2 separate regions of the Oryctolagus cuniculus genome follow, and region 2 is linked to region 1. Evidence: chromatin contacts called from public Micro-C data. All regions are on one chromosome and are shown on one strand. Each heading gives the region's core, a stretch centred on a gene start, on an enhancer-like site or on the middle of the called end of the contact. The rest is flanking DNA. Distances are from core to core; before and after follow the strand shown.

Evidence for each region. Hi-C and Micro-C count contacts between places; a contact is called where the count stands out from the background.
Region 2: a Micro-C map of ear pinna shows a contact between it and region 1, with 4 times the contacts expected there. The contact joins the promoter of EMC2 here to the promoter of EIF3E in region 1. A contact is called at or near these places in 2 of 6 Hi-C or Micro-C datasets (ear pinna and an unstated tissue).

The regions. Positions count from the first base shown.
Region 1 is chr6:133,459,064-133,465,973 of mOryCun1.1, forward strand. It overlaps EIF3E (eukaryotic translation initiation factor 3 subunit E), which reads right to left and starts at 2,614. Exons shown (of 13, transcript XM_002710732.5): 1 at 2,430-2,614. The coding sequence starts at 2,519. LOC127490751 (a long non-coding RNA gene) reads left to right here and starts at 2,669. Exons shown (of 3, transcript XR_007919142.2): 1 at 2,669-2,922; 2 at 3,076-3,190; 3 at 3,677-3,909.
Region 2 is chr6:133,677,100-133,684,009 of mOryCun1.1, forward strand. EMC2 (ER membrane protein complex subunit 2) reads left to right here and starts at 3,948. Exons shown (of 11, transcript XM_002710733.5): 1 at 3,948-4,073. The coding sequence starts at 4,034. LOC103348112 (a long non-coding RNA gene) reads right to left here and starts at 3,902. Exons shown (of 7, transcript XR_011389296.1): 1 at 3,804-3,902.

The sequences.
Region 1 (6,910 bases), core at 1,364-3,863:
TGCTACTAAAGGCTTCAGCATCCTATCTACATTTTCCATTTTTACTCCCCCTTTTGATCCTCAGAACACAGCAGAGACCAAAGTTCCTACCCTCATGAAGCTTACACTCTCCAACACACTACGAATATATCAAACTGGTTGTTTAAAAGTTTAAAAAGTCATTTATGTTTATTAATTGACAAGGCAGGGAAACACACAAAGATAGAAACAGAAGCTGGAATCATCATCAGAGCTGGGACTGGATCCCAGGCACTGATACGGAATATGGACAACCCAAGCAACATCCGTTATAACCACCATGCCAAATGCCTGCACTCGAGCTATTTTTCTTACTCCAGTATCTTCTTGTATCACAACCACTGATAGCATCCTAACCTTCTAGCAAGATTCAACTTACAGCCATTCCTCCACAAAGCCCATTTTGTTCAATGATGATGTAACAGATTCTCAATTCTGATAACTCTGCCAGTACTTTTCTCACTACTTTTTGTCTTCTATTAGACATTCAACTCTAAAAAATATGTAAGTATTTTAGTGGTGAGGTATCTGTTTTTGTTTTTTTTTTTTCCTCCTTGGATTTCTCACAATTCCATGGCCCTAGATTTAGTGAATGCTAACTAAATAACTTTGGCATCTGTCTTCCTCTTGGTGTATTACATCCATCTTCCAAGGATCCTGAGCTGCCATTCATAGCATTAGTCTTGAGCTATGAAAAAACCAGTTTACCAGAAGTCACTGTGCACTTACTCCCCATGTAGGACCTCCGTCCTTAATGAGTTGTACTATGAGAATTAACTGTAAAAGTTGTTCTCAAATTGTACTCTATATCTTGTGTGTGGGAGGGGGGCTACAAACTGTTGAAATCTGTACTTAACATAGAGTTGGTTCTCTGTATATAAAATTAAACTAAAAATGAACCATAATGAAGAAGGGGATGGGAGAGGGCATAGGAGGTAGGATGAGAGGGTGGGTATGGGGGAAAAAAGCACTATATTCTTAAAGTTGCACCTATGAAAAATGCATTCATTAAATAAAAGCTTTAAAAAAAACTAGTTTAGGTTTCTCTTGCCTGCCTTAAAAAACAAGTTTACAGAATACAAACATATTAACTTCAGGCTAGCTAAGAGCATTTCTGCCTTTAATAGTTGGTAAAAGAGTTCAAAACGTGCCATTTTCCTCTTCCTTCATTACTGGTGTGAGTTATCCACAAAAGGAAGCAGAAGGTGGGTTAGGCCACTGTACTCAAACTCTGAAATACAGCAATAACATGAAAAGTCAAGCAAAAATGTTGTCCTTTCAAGGAAAGACTTTATGTGGCCACTAGACAATTACTGAAAATGAACTTGCTGTTTCCTACCATCAAAGTTGTCTATAGGCATTCGGGCTCTTATGAACTCAAGGATTTTCTCTGTACAAATTAACCAAAACTACATGGACACTTGGAAAAACTATCAGAAAAAGTTAACATATATTTGTAGGAATTTTAAAAAATATTTTTAATTGCTGTTGGGACACACCAAATGCATTCCGCAGATCTAGAGCTTCCAGAAACAGAATTCATTTATTTTTCTGGACAAAATTTCTAATTCCTTCATCATAGTAATATTACTTTATTCCAATGACCAACATCAATTTTCCAATAAGCTAGGTATAACTAAACCCAATAAAATTTAGCTCCTCTCCTTCTTTAAAGTTCAAACATTTAGGCCTGAGATGTTTTAAAATGGAGTTGCAGAAGGACAGACTTATTTAAACATCTTGAACATCTAACCGAGTTTTAATGACCAATACAATCACTTGTACTTGGAAGCCTGTACATCTACACAGTGGAAAACAAATGTTGAGTTCGTTTGTGGACAGCGTTTTTTTTTTTTTTTTTTTTTCCGGTCCGCGTCCCCATTGGCCCAAATATGCTACACTTCCAGGAAGTAGCTACTTATTTAACTGCAGGGGAAAAAAAAAACTCATTTCAAAGAAATTAAAGCTGCTAGAGATGTTAAGTCTAAGAAAATCATTTCAAGTGTCCTGGCATACAAAGCCCCAAATCCAAGCCCAGGCTTCCCAGGTCTCACAAGAGCGATCAAAAGCTCTAACTCCGAGGTGCCCAAGGGAAGCAGAGCGACAGCTTCACTCCAGCTGAGCCAGTCCCCCACTTCCGAGAGGAACTGACGCCGAAGCCTCTGCGGCCCCGGCAACTCAACACGTGAAGCAGGGGCTCCCCGCTCCTCCCCACCGCCGAATTCAGCCCTGCGGACCTGCGGGGACGACGGTAACCCCCCGGTAGGTCCTGACGGCCGGGGCCGGGGCCGGGACCGCATTCGGCGGCCGCCTCGCACGTGTGTCAGGCCGAGGGCTGCAGCCATCGCCTCTCGGCCTTGCCCGGCCCCCTACCCGCTCCCACACCTTCCTCGCGCCCCAATCCCCCTCACCTCCTTTACGGAGAGGAACTCAAGCAGCGGAAAGACCAGATGCCGGTCCAAAAAGTGCGCGATCCGAGTAGTCAAGTCGTACTCCGCCATCTTGCCAAAGAAAAAGGGAGTCTGTGTTCACTAAAACTTTATTGACAGCACCGACAATGCACAGACACCGACTGCGCATGTGCGTTGGTTAAACCGGCCCAGGGAGTGGAGCCGGTTCCGCCTAGCGCGCGCAGAGAACAACCACGCATGCGCACAAGGCACCTTCTGCCGCCCTGGGCGTGTACTGCTACGGCGCTAGCCGCGGAGTACCGCGGCTGATGTCTTGCAAGTTAGCAGTCCGTGGTCTGCAGGCGATTCCGTTAATAATCACTGAAAGCTCAGAAATGATTGCCAGGGCAATGTCAGTTCCGTTCGGAATGCGACAAAGGCCAAGACAATGAGGGTTTCGCTCTTCGGGAAGTTTCGTACAGGGAGGAATATCTGAGCTTTCTTTCAGCATCGAGTAATGGTTTTGTAAAGTTGTGAAATTAAGGTGGGAGGGTGGGCGGTTTTAGCTTCGTGGGTAAGGCGCCGGCCAAGATTTGTGTTCTGCATGGGAGCCCCAGGGTTCCACACCCAGCCTGGCTCCTCACTCCAGCTTCCTTCTGGGGCGTAGGTTGGGAGGCAGCGATCCTGGCTCTGCTCAGAGGGAGACCAGGGTTAAGTTCTTCTCTCCCGAATTCCACTTGGTCCAGCCTGGCCATCCCAGACAGTGGGGGAGTGAACCCACGGTAGGAATGCATATTCTCTCTCTAGCATTAAAAAAAAATTTTAAGTGGGGTGGGGTGGGGGTGGGGGTGAGGGTAGTGGCTCTAGACAGAAAACAAGTGAAATAATTGCATAATGTAGTAAGAACTGTAACTTGGCAGAGGTGATTGGGTTGGGCCCATTTAATTAGAGTGAAAGAAACTCCAAATCAGGATTGCCAGAGAAAAATCAGTGGCAATTAAGGTGGTCAAAGAAAATTGAGATAAGGTAACAATTTAGCTGAGTAAGAGAAAGGTGACTAAAATTAGAGCCTAGAGAAAAGACTAAATCCTTGAGACAGGAAAGAATTTGGTGTGTTTCAGAAACTGTTATGTCATGTGATTGAAGAGTGAGGTTAAAGAAGTTAAGAGAGGCAGGCGCTGTGGCGCAGTAGGTTAATCCTCCGCCTGTGGCGCGGGCATCCCTTATGGGCGCCGGTTTTAGTCACGTCTGCTCTTCTTCCAATCCAGCTCTCTGCTATGGCCTAGGAAAGCAGTAGAAGATGGCCCAAGTCTTTGGGCCTCTGTACCTGTGTGGGAGATGGGAGGAAGCTCCTGGCTTCTGGCTTCAGACCAGCGCAGCTACTGCCTTTGTGGCCACTGGGGAGTGAACCAGCGGACTGAAGACCTTTCTGTCTGTCTGTCCTTCTCACTGTCTGTAACTCTACCTCTCAAATAAATAAAATCTTTAAAAAAAAAAAAAAGTTGAGAAGAAATGCCAGTTGTTAACTTCTTTTCATCTTTCAAGCCTTTTCCTTTTGCATAGCCCCAGGGGTCCTGAACCTTTTCCTTAAGTGATAATAGCCAATGTAATGACTTTATGTAATTTACACATTGACAACTCCCAAATTATAGCCCCAGTGTCAACTGTTAATCCTAGATTCACACATACCCAACATCTCAACATGGCCCCAACCAGACTCACTCATGTAGCCCAACAAAATATCCTCCATCTGAGCTCTCTGTGCTCTTCTCTCAGTCAATGGCAACTCCATCCATCCAGTTGCTCCGAAGCAAAATCTTGGAGTCATCCTTAACTTTTATCTCTCTCTTATACGCTACAACGAATCCATCAACAAACTCTTTGATTCTAGCCTGAAAGGCTTATCCCGATCCAGTCAGTTCCTGCCACCTCCCAAGTTACACCTTGCATCTAAACCACCATCATCTAGCTTTGAATTTTGAAAGAGCCTCCTTATTTATCACTTTGCTTCCCTTCTTTTCCTCCCATGCTTTATTCTTCACACAGCAGCCAGAGTGACTTTTGTAAGTCAAATTATGTTCAAAACCCTCTAAACCTTGCTGTCTCACTCATAAATGTTATAATGGCCTTAAAAGCTGTAGATCATCTGGACCCATAACCTCTCTCCTGATCTCCCACATCTCTGCTTCATCACTGTGACCCAGCCATATATATTTTCCTTCAGTTCTTCAGCTACTCCTCCTCAGTTTCCAGATTGGCCTCTTTTATTTGCTGTGTACTGTACCTGAATGTTCTTCCCTCAGTTCTTTGCATGATGGCTCTTTCTCCATTCCCTTCATGTTCTGCTTATATTTCATCCACCCAATGAGACCTCCCTCAACCAATCTACTTAACACCGGCCCCCCACAAACTAATGACAACATTATGCATTGTTGTACAGTATAGTATAGGTAAGGAGCACACAGGATATCCCGGTATTATTTCTGACAACTGCATGTGAATCTAGTATCTCAAAATTCAAAAGCCTAATGAATAAAAGTGATTCCTAGACTGTGGGCTTAAGAAATTTTCTGGGTTGGCATTGTGGTGCAGCAGGTTGATACTACCTGCAACACTAGAATCCCACATTGGAATGCTGATTTGAATTCTGGCTGTTCCACTTGCAATTCAGCTTCATATAGATGCACCTGAAAAGGCACTGAATGATGGCCCAGAGTAGTTGGGCCCCTGCCACCCATGTGGGAGTCCAGGATGAAGTTCCTGGCTCCCAGCTTTAGCCTGGCCCAGCCCAAAGCTGGCTGTTTCAGGCATTTGGGGGAGTGAACTAGCATATGGAAGAGATGTCTCTCTGTCTCTGTCTCTCCCTCACCTTCTGTCACTCTGCCTTTCAAATGAATAAGTAAGTCTTTTAAAAAATTTAAATTAAGAAGATTTATTTACTTGAAAGGCAGAGTGACAGCGAAGGAGAGACAAAGACAGAGATTTCCCATCTGCTGGTTCACTCCCCAAATGGCCTGAACAGCCAGGGCTGGGCCAGGCAGAAGACAGAAGTCAGCAGCTTCATCTGGGTCTTCCATATGGGTGCAGGGGCCCCAATACTTGGGCCATCTTTCACTGCTTTCCCATGCACATTAGCAAGGAGCTGGATCAGAAGTGGAGCAGCCGGGACTCAAACCTGCACCCGTATGGGATGTTAGCATGGCAGGCAGCAGCTTTATCTACTAAACTATAGCACTGGCCCCAATAAATCTTTTTAAAAAGGAAAATTGGGTAACTTCTGTTGACCAGTATAAATGGAGCAGTGGAAAAGGAGCATGTATGGGTGAAAAATAGGAGTTCTGTTTCAGACAGAAAAAGACCCATATTAAATATGCAAGTGGTGAAGTCTAGTAAGAAAATGGAGATACTATTCTGGAGCAGTTGCTATAGTTGTTGATCCCTTATGATGCATACAACTTTGTACTAGATGTTTACAAAGATTTGGTAGTAGGGTATGCTGTCTGCCATACTGTTTACAATATAATTGGGAAAGCAAGTCTAAATAATCACAAACCAGCTTTAGTATAGGCTGCTAAATTGTAGGGGAATACTATTTGTGGATATAAGAGTTAAGAAATGACAGGGTTTCTTGTTTTAACATGGCTTATTTGTCCATATTATTTGAAAAGAGAGACAGAGACAGAAAGACAAACAGATCTTCTACTCATTGATTCACTCCCCAAAGGTATACAACGGCTGGGGCTGGGTCAGGCCAAAGCCAAGAGCTCAAAACTCAATCCAGGTCTTCCATATGAGTGACAGGTACTCAACTACTTGAGCTAGCACCTGCTGCCTCCTGGGGTGAGCATTTGCAGGAAGCTGGAATCAAAAGCAAAGTTGAGACTTACTCCAGTATGGGATGTGGCTATCCCAAGTGTCATCTTAACCACTACACCAAACATGTGCCCTAATAAATGACTGTTTTAATTTTAAGTTTTCTGGAAGTTCAAGGACAGAAGTTTTAATAAAATATAGACAGGAAAAGAAGAAATCTCTAAAGAGAGATATACTTTGTCAGGTGGCAATGAAGTGCTGTGAAGAAAAATAATTCAAGGTAAAGTTAGGGAATGAAGGGGGGAAAGTTTGCTAAAGATTAAGTAGTCAGAGAAGACTTCTGTGATAAGCTAGAACTTGGAAGGAAACCTATGGAAGTGAGGGAGCCTATGGCCATCTACAGCATTCCAGCTAAAGAACGTTTAGAATAAAGGTGCTGAAGCAGAGGTGTGCTAGTTTTCCTTGAAGAATAGCTGTAGGAAATCAGGTAGGTCAGGTAGCAAATCTTAGCTACTTCAACTTGTAGAGGTCGGGGCAGTTCATGTGCAGTGGAGGAGCTGGGAAAGGACTCAACAGTAGCTGGAGGAGTAAGAACCAAAAGAAGAGAATGGTCCAAGCAGTAAGGAACAATTACCTCTGTCACATGGTTCTGTTAGTTCAAGACGATGACTGAGTATTGCCTGTTCACT
Region 2 (6,910 bases), core at 2,698-5,197, 220 kb after region 1:
CAAACGGTACTAATGATGACAAAATTTCTCTAAGATACATTTTTATTGTAAATATTTCATCTTTCATCTTTGATCTAAACAACTGATCTCCGTATGAATCACTCATTCTGTTACTAATTAGTGGCTAAAATTTGGGCAAATCATTTCACTTCAGGGCCTCAAACTGAGAAACACAATCTTCATGGGTCTTTTTTAAACTATAGATCATGACTCTTTTTTTTTTTTTTTTGGACAGGCAGAGTGGACAGTGAGAGAGAGAGACAGAGAGAAAGGTCTTCCTTTGCCGTTGGTTCACTCTGCAATGGCCGCCGCGGCCGGTGCACCGCGCTGATCCGATGGCAGGAGCCAGGTGCTTTTCCTGGTCTCCCATGGGGTGCAGGGCCCAAGCACTTGGGCCATCCTCCACTGCACTCCCTGGCCACAGCAGAGAGCTGGCCTGGAAGAGGGGCAACCGGGACAGAATCCGGCGCCCTGACCGGGACTAGAACCCGGTGTGCCAGCACCGCAAGGCAGAGGATTAGCCTAGTGAGCCGCGGCGCCGGCCGATCATGACTCTTATTAGTATGTTACAACTGTATTTTTTTTTAATTTGACAGGGAGAGTTATAGACAGTGAGAGAGAGACAGAGAGAAATGTCTTCCTTCCATTGGTTCACTCCCCAAATGGCTGCCACGGCCGGCACTGCGCCGATCCGAAGCTAGGAGCCAGGTGCTTCCTTTCGGTCTCCCATGTGGATGAAGGGGCCCAAGCACTTGGGCCATCCTCCACTGCCTTCCGGGGCTACAGTAGAGAGCTGGACTGGAAGAGGAGCAACTGGGACTAGAACCCAGTGCCCATATGGTATGCTGGCGCCACAGGTGGAGGAGTAACCAAGTGATCTTCTGTATATGAAGATAATTAAAAATGAATCTTAATGAAGAATGGGATGGGAGAGGGCATAGGAGGTGGGATAGTTTGGTGGTGGGAGGGCGAGTATGGGGGGAAGCACACTATAATCCAAAAGTTGTACTGATGAAATTTATATTTATTAAATAAAAGCTTTCTATATAAAAAAAGAAAAAATGTTCAGCATCACTACCTGACAGGAAATGCAAATCAAAACAACAATGAGGTTTCATCTCACCCCAGTTAGAATGGCTATCATACAGAAAACAACAATATAAATGCTGGCTAGCATGTGGAGAAAAAGGCACCTTAATCCACTGTTGGTGGGAATGTAAACTGGTAAAGTCACTATGGAAGACAGTATGGAGATACCTCAAAAATCTGAATATAGATGTACCATATGACCTAGCCACCCCACTCCTGGGAATTTATCCAAGAGAAATGTAATCAGTAAATAAAAGAGTTACCTGCATGCCCATATTTATTGTAGCTCAATTCACATTATCTAAGACATGGAAGCAGATGAAGACTGCATAAAGAAATTATGGGAAACGTACACTATGGAATACTACATAGTAGTTTAAAAAAATGAAATCTGGTCATTTGCAACAAAATGGATGAAACTGGAAAATATCATATTAGTGAAATAAGCCAGTTCCAAAGGTATGAACACCATATTTTCCCCTGATCTGTGAGAACTAATAGAGCACCTAAAATGAAATTACTAGATGTGAAATTGACACTTAGAGAAATGATGACTTGAGCTGCCTTTGTCTTCACTTTTGAGGGACAGTTTTGCTTTATTGTTTTTTGCTTTTCTTCGTATTATTTGTTGAACTCTTTATTTAACACTGAGTTAATCATATGTGTACAGAGTCAATTTAGGATGTATCTCAGTAAAAAATAAGAGTGGGAATAAGGGAGGGAGGAGGAAGTTTGTAAAGCCGTATAGTTCTGCATGCATTCCTACGGACTTACTCCTAAGTGTACAGTAAAAAACTTGCCATGGGATGCCAAATTCCATTACGCTGGGTGGTAAACATGCCATCTTAAGTGCTACAGTGATCATATTAAGTGTTAAAGTGAACATATAGATAGAATTAAGTGTCAAAGTGATCATATAAGTAGGATCAAGTGTCTAGTAATAATACATAGAATTAAAAAGGACTGTTCCAAAATGGGAAGCAGTCCACAGAGCAAACTCACAATTGACAAACCCTTTAAGTAACCCTCTGACCTCAGAAACAGCGCTTAAAACTTCCTGGTCTGGATGAGAAGCCCGTGAGAGTATTTCAGGCATGGAAAGCCAAGACACTGTGGCAAAAAATGTTCTACATGTGAGTGAGATCCCAGTGGAAAGAAGTGGCCATCAAAGAAGGATGTTCTTTTCTCTAAAGGGAAGACAGCACTTCCATTTTGCTAATGGCCTATTCTAAATACTGAAGGCTTCAATAGCTTGGGCAGCTCAAGAGAAGATCCTTGGGTGGTCACTGATGTCATACATAAGAGTGTTAATTATAAATTAACAACAGGAGTCACTGTGCACTAACTCCCCATGCAGGACCTCTGTCCTCAATGAGTTATATTATGAGCATTAACTGTAACATAGTTCTGTTTGTGTGTGTGTGTGTGTGTGTGTGTGTGCGTAAATTGTTGAACTCTTAGTATAGAGTTGGTCTCCATACAAAGTTAACTGAAAATGAATGGGACACAGGAGAACGGGACTGGGAAGAGAGGGAGGAGCAGGGGTAGGAGTGTCAATGGGAGGGTGGGTATGTTGGGAAGAATAACTATATGCCTAAAGTTGTTCTTACAAAATTTGTATTCCTTCAAAAAAATTTAAAAAACAAAACAACAACAACAAAAAACCTAGTTATTTATTTGTTTATTTGAAAGGCAGAGAGGCAGGAGTCTCCCATCTACTGGCTAACTCCCCAAATACCTCCAATAGCCCAGACTGCGCTAGTCTAAAGCCTGGACACCTGGAAATCAATCCCAGTCTCCCACGTAGGTGGCAAAATGCCAGCCACATTGGCCATCAACTGCTGCCTCCCAAGGTGCAGCAGGCTGGATCAGGGAGTGAAGCTGAGACTTGAACCCAAGCATTCTGTGGCATAATGCAGGTATCCGGAGCACTGTTTTTCTGTTTAACACGTATTTTTAGCCTTCTTTACTCACTTGATGTACCTTTCCTCTCTAATTTCATATTTACATTGCTTCCAGGAGTAAATTCATGTGTTTTGGCTTGCAAAATTAAAACAAAAATCATTTTTTTTTTTTTTTTTGCTTGCAGCCCATACATTTCTCCCTAGCGCGACAGGACTAGGTCCAAAGGTTCCTGAAAGCAACTAAGGTGGTGAGAAAGGGTGGGGAAGGAGGTTCCTTCTGAAGGAATAAAGAGAAGCCAAGCGTGGGAGAGTCAGAGTGTCATTCGGACATTCACTCATTACTAATGACCACTGACACACTGGCAAGGCTTACAGAGTTTCAAATCCGGAGTTGGAGACAGACAGGGATCGAGTAATTAGAAACACGCATGAGGAGTGTTAACTAAGGCTGTAAGCTGGCGGGAGGGTGTTTACGTGACTATTAACAAGTCCAGGCCACAGGAACATGAAGGCTAAAGGCAGATTCCAACTCAGTTCCTTCAAAAGACTTAGTGAGAATCTTGGAATTTACCAATTTTGTAGGACATTAAAAAGGAAAGGGTCAGAGAATCCCTTTAGGGAAGGTGGGAATCTGGTGTTCGGGGCTGAAGGCTGAGTAGCGGCAGGCCATGCGGGCAACAAAGTACTCACTGGAGAGTATGAAGAGAAGGAATACACAGATGTAGGGAAAAATGAAAAACCGGAGGTGAAAGACATTAAAAAAAAAACACAGCATTTGTTAAAATACACGCTAAACAGAAAACACCTCACCAACGCCCGGGAATCCTCAGGCTCCGGGTGCGCCGCGAAACGCCGGGCAAGCTCCGCCCCTTACTCCTTACGCCCCCACCACAGAGCGGCGCACACGTGCGCGGCGGGTACCGCCCCCTCCGTCCTCTGGACCAATTAGAAGTGGTTTCGTAATCCGCCACCTCCCGGTCGCGGGTTACGTGACGGCGTCTCCCCGCCCTCTCACCCCGCTGCCTCTGGGTTTTGGGAAGATGGCGAAGATCTCAGAGCTTTACGATGTCACTTGGGAAGGTAACTTCGGGCGGGGCGGGAGCAGAAACGTGAAAAGTCCGCGGCAGGTATTCGGGAACACCCGCTGCCCTCGGAGAGTTGGGCTGTCCGGTTTCTCTCCGGTACCGGAGCAGCGCTCTCTTGACGGGCCAAGCTGAGGTGGAGGTTGAGGCTGACCCCTTCCTTGGCCCAGACACGAACTCAGTGGCGTTCCCCACCGCGTCGGCTCAGCAGTAGACTGAGCGAGTTACTTCGGCGCCAGTCCAGCCCCCGGGGCAGCTTCCGTTTCTGAGGCGGGAGGGAGCAGGTACTGGGGCTGTGACACTTCTCTTGGGGTTGCTGGCAGCGCGGGGAGCTGGCTAGGTGGCTGCTGAAGCTTCTTTGGAGCCATGAAATACAGAGGCTTGTGAGGCCTTGTACTGACTGAGGTGTAAAGCTTACAGCTCTGCAGTAAAGATGTGTAGAAGGTGCAGGTGCGTGAGCATTCTCTGTCGTGCCACTTTACATTTTATTTTTTCCTCCAAACCAGGTTTATACTTTTTCCACTTTTTGTTTAATCTCTGACCCTCTAGCCCTGAAACTACAGTTATACATAGAACACATTTCCTTCTTACTCCCTACTAATAATTCCTTTTCTGAAGGGAAAAAGAACTGATTAACTCTGGAACATTTCTGACAGTCTTCTTTCTCCATCCTGAGTAGCATCATGAGTTGGTTAATTCAAAGAATATTGTGATTTTTGTGATAGGAAAACTTATTGTTCATAAAAGATGTATGCAGTAGGCTCTGTAAAAAATATAGAATGTATGATTTATATATTAGGCCTATTGAAAGCTCTTGATGTTTGTAACATACTTTTATTAGGAGTTTGTAGGTGGAAAGAGAATTTAGAGTTGTAAGAACAGTATAAGCAAGTTTTTTGAGAATATGGTATTTGTGCAAGACATGGAAAAGAGTACAATGCTGGGTGTATACGTTTGAGAGAATTTTAGTTGTCCATGCTTACTCTCCCTTCCTCCCGTCTTAAGTACTTTAAACAACCTCAATTTGGTTTGCACACCCTACTGCTCCCCTAAGGTCTCTAGGGAGACCTAAGGCTGACTCTGGTATGTGTGCTTTATACATCTGTACTGCCTTTGCTATTTTAGCTCAGTCCTTCTGAAAAATTCTTCCCTTGGCTAGTTTGTTTCTTTCTTAAAACTTTATTTATTTATTTGAAAGGCAGAGTTACACAAAGCGAAAGATATCTCTTTTTTTTTTTTTTTTCAAATATTTTATGTATTTGTTTGAGAGGTAGAGTTATAGACAGTGAGAGGGAGAGACAGAGAGGGGTCTTTCATCCGCTGGTTCACTCCCCAAATGGCTGCAATGGCTGGAGCTGTGCCAATCTGAAGCCAGGAGCAGGAGTTTCTTCTGGGTCTCCCATGTGGGTGCAGGAGCACAAGCACTTGGGTCATCCTCCACTGCTTTCCCAGGCCACAGCAGAGAGCTGGATCAGAAGAGGAGCATTCGGGACTAGAATTGACGCTCATATGGGATGCTGGCTCCACAGGCAGAGGCTTAACCTGTGCCACAGTGCCTGCCATAGAGAGATCTTTCATCAAATGGCCACAATTGCTAGAACTGGGCTGCTCCGAAACCAGGAGCCAGGAGCTTCTCTGGTTCCCCATGTCGAGGTGTAGACCAATGAAAAGAGCCATTGACTTTATTCTCAAGTACTTGGGCCATCCTCTGCTGCTTTCCCAAGCACATTAACAAGGAACTGGATCAGAAATGGAGCAGCCGGATTCAGACTGGTACCTAGTGCCTGTATGGGATGCTGCAGCTTTATCTCCCATGCCACAGGTCCAGCTCCTTCCTTATGTCATCTTTGCAGGTTTTCTTCTTACCTTTCAGACTTCTCTGACTTCTCTTTGCTGAATCTTCTACTTCATTTTATGCGGATAGTTTTCCTTAGCCTTTTCTTAATTTGTCATCAGTGGTTATTAAGCTTGAGATCAATAGATCCCTGACTGATTCAGGTATAGCTGTTATGGTCTGTGAATTCCATAGAATTATGTGCAAAATTGAATGTCTTTGTAAAGATGCAGGTCTCCCACATGGGTAGAGGGGCGCAAGGACTTGGATCATTTTCTGTTGCGTTCCCAGGCCATAGCAGAGAGCTGGATTGGAAGTGGAGCAGCTGGGACTGTGATGTCCGCACTTCAAGCAGCGGCTTTACCACCTGTGCCACAACCTGGTCCCTCCTGTTTATCTTTTAAGATAGAAATCTTGGGTCTTTGTAGTTTGGAAAGTACAAATATGTATGGGAAATAGATAATAATCAGATTCAATAGAGTATACGTTTTGTGAAGATCATTTTTGCAAGGTATGAGCTAGAATGGTGCCTTGAATGACTATTTTTCAGAACCATTCTTCTATTTGAGAATAAAGTCAGTGGTTCCTTTCATTAAACTTAAATTTACATGTTGATGTAGCACAGGACCTTTTATTCAATGGAGATACCCTGATTGAAATTATTTGCTATGTTTAATAAACCATTTTCAGTTTTTCTTTTAACATAGAAACATAAAGACCCCACTTGGGCAACAGTGTACAAATGTTTTAGATTTTAATTTTCCTTATTATATTTTTAATTAAGACAGCATATCTAATACAATAGCAGTTTTTCAAAGCTATTTACCTTTATGGAATCTTCAAATCATCCTATTTTGTTTCATAGAAATGAGTCCATGTTTCTTTACTCAAGTTTTCTTTGGCTTATATTTAATTATTCTGTATAGTTATATTAAATTTAACTGTCATGGACTGGTTTGAATACACAAACAGTTAAGTTTTTAAAATGTAGCAACTGATGG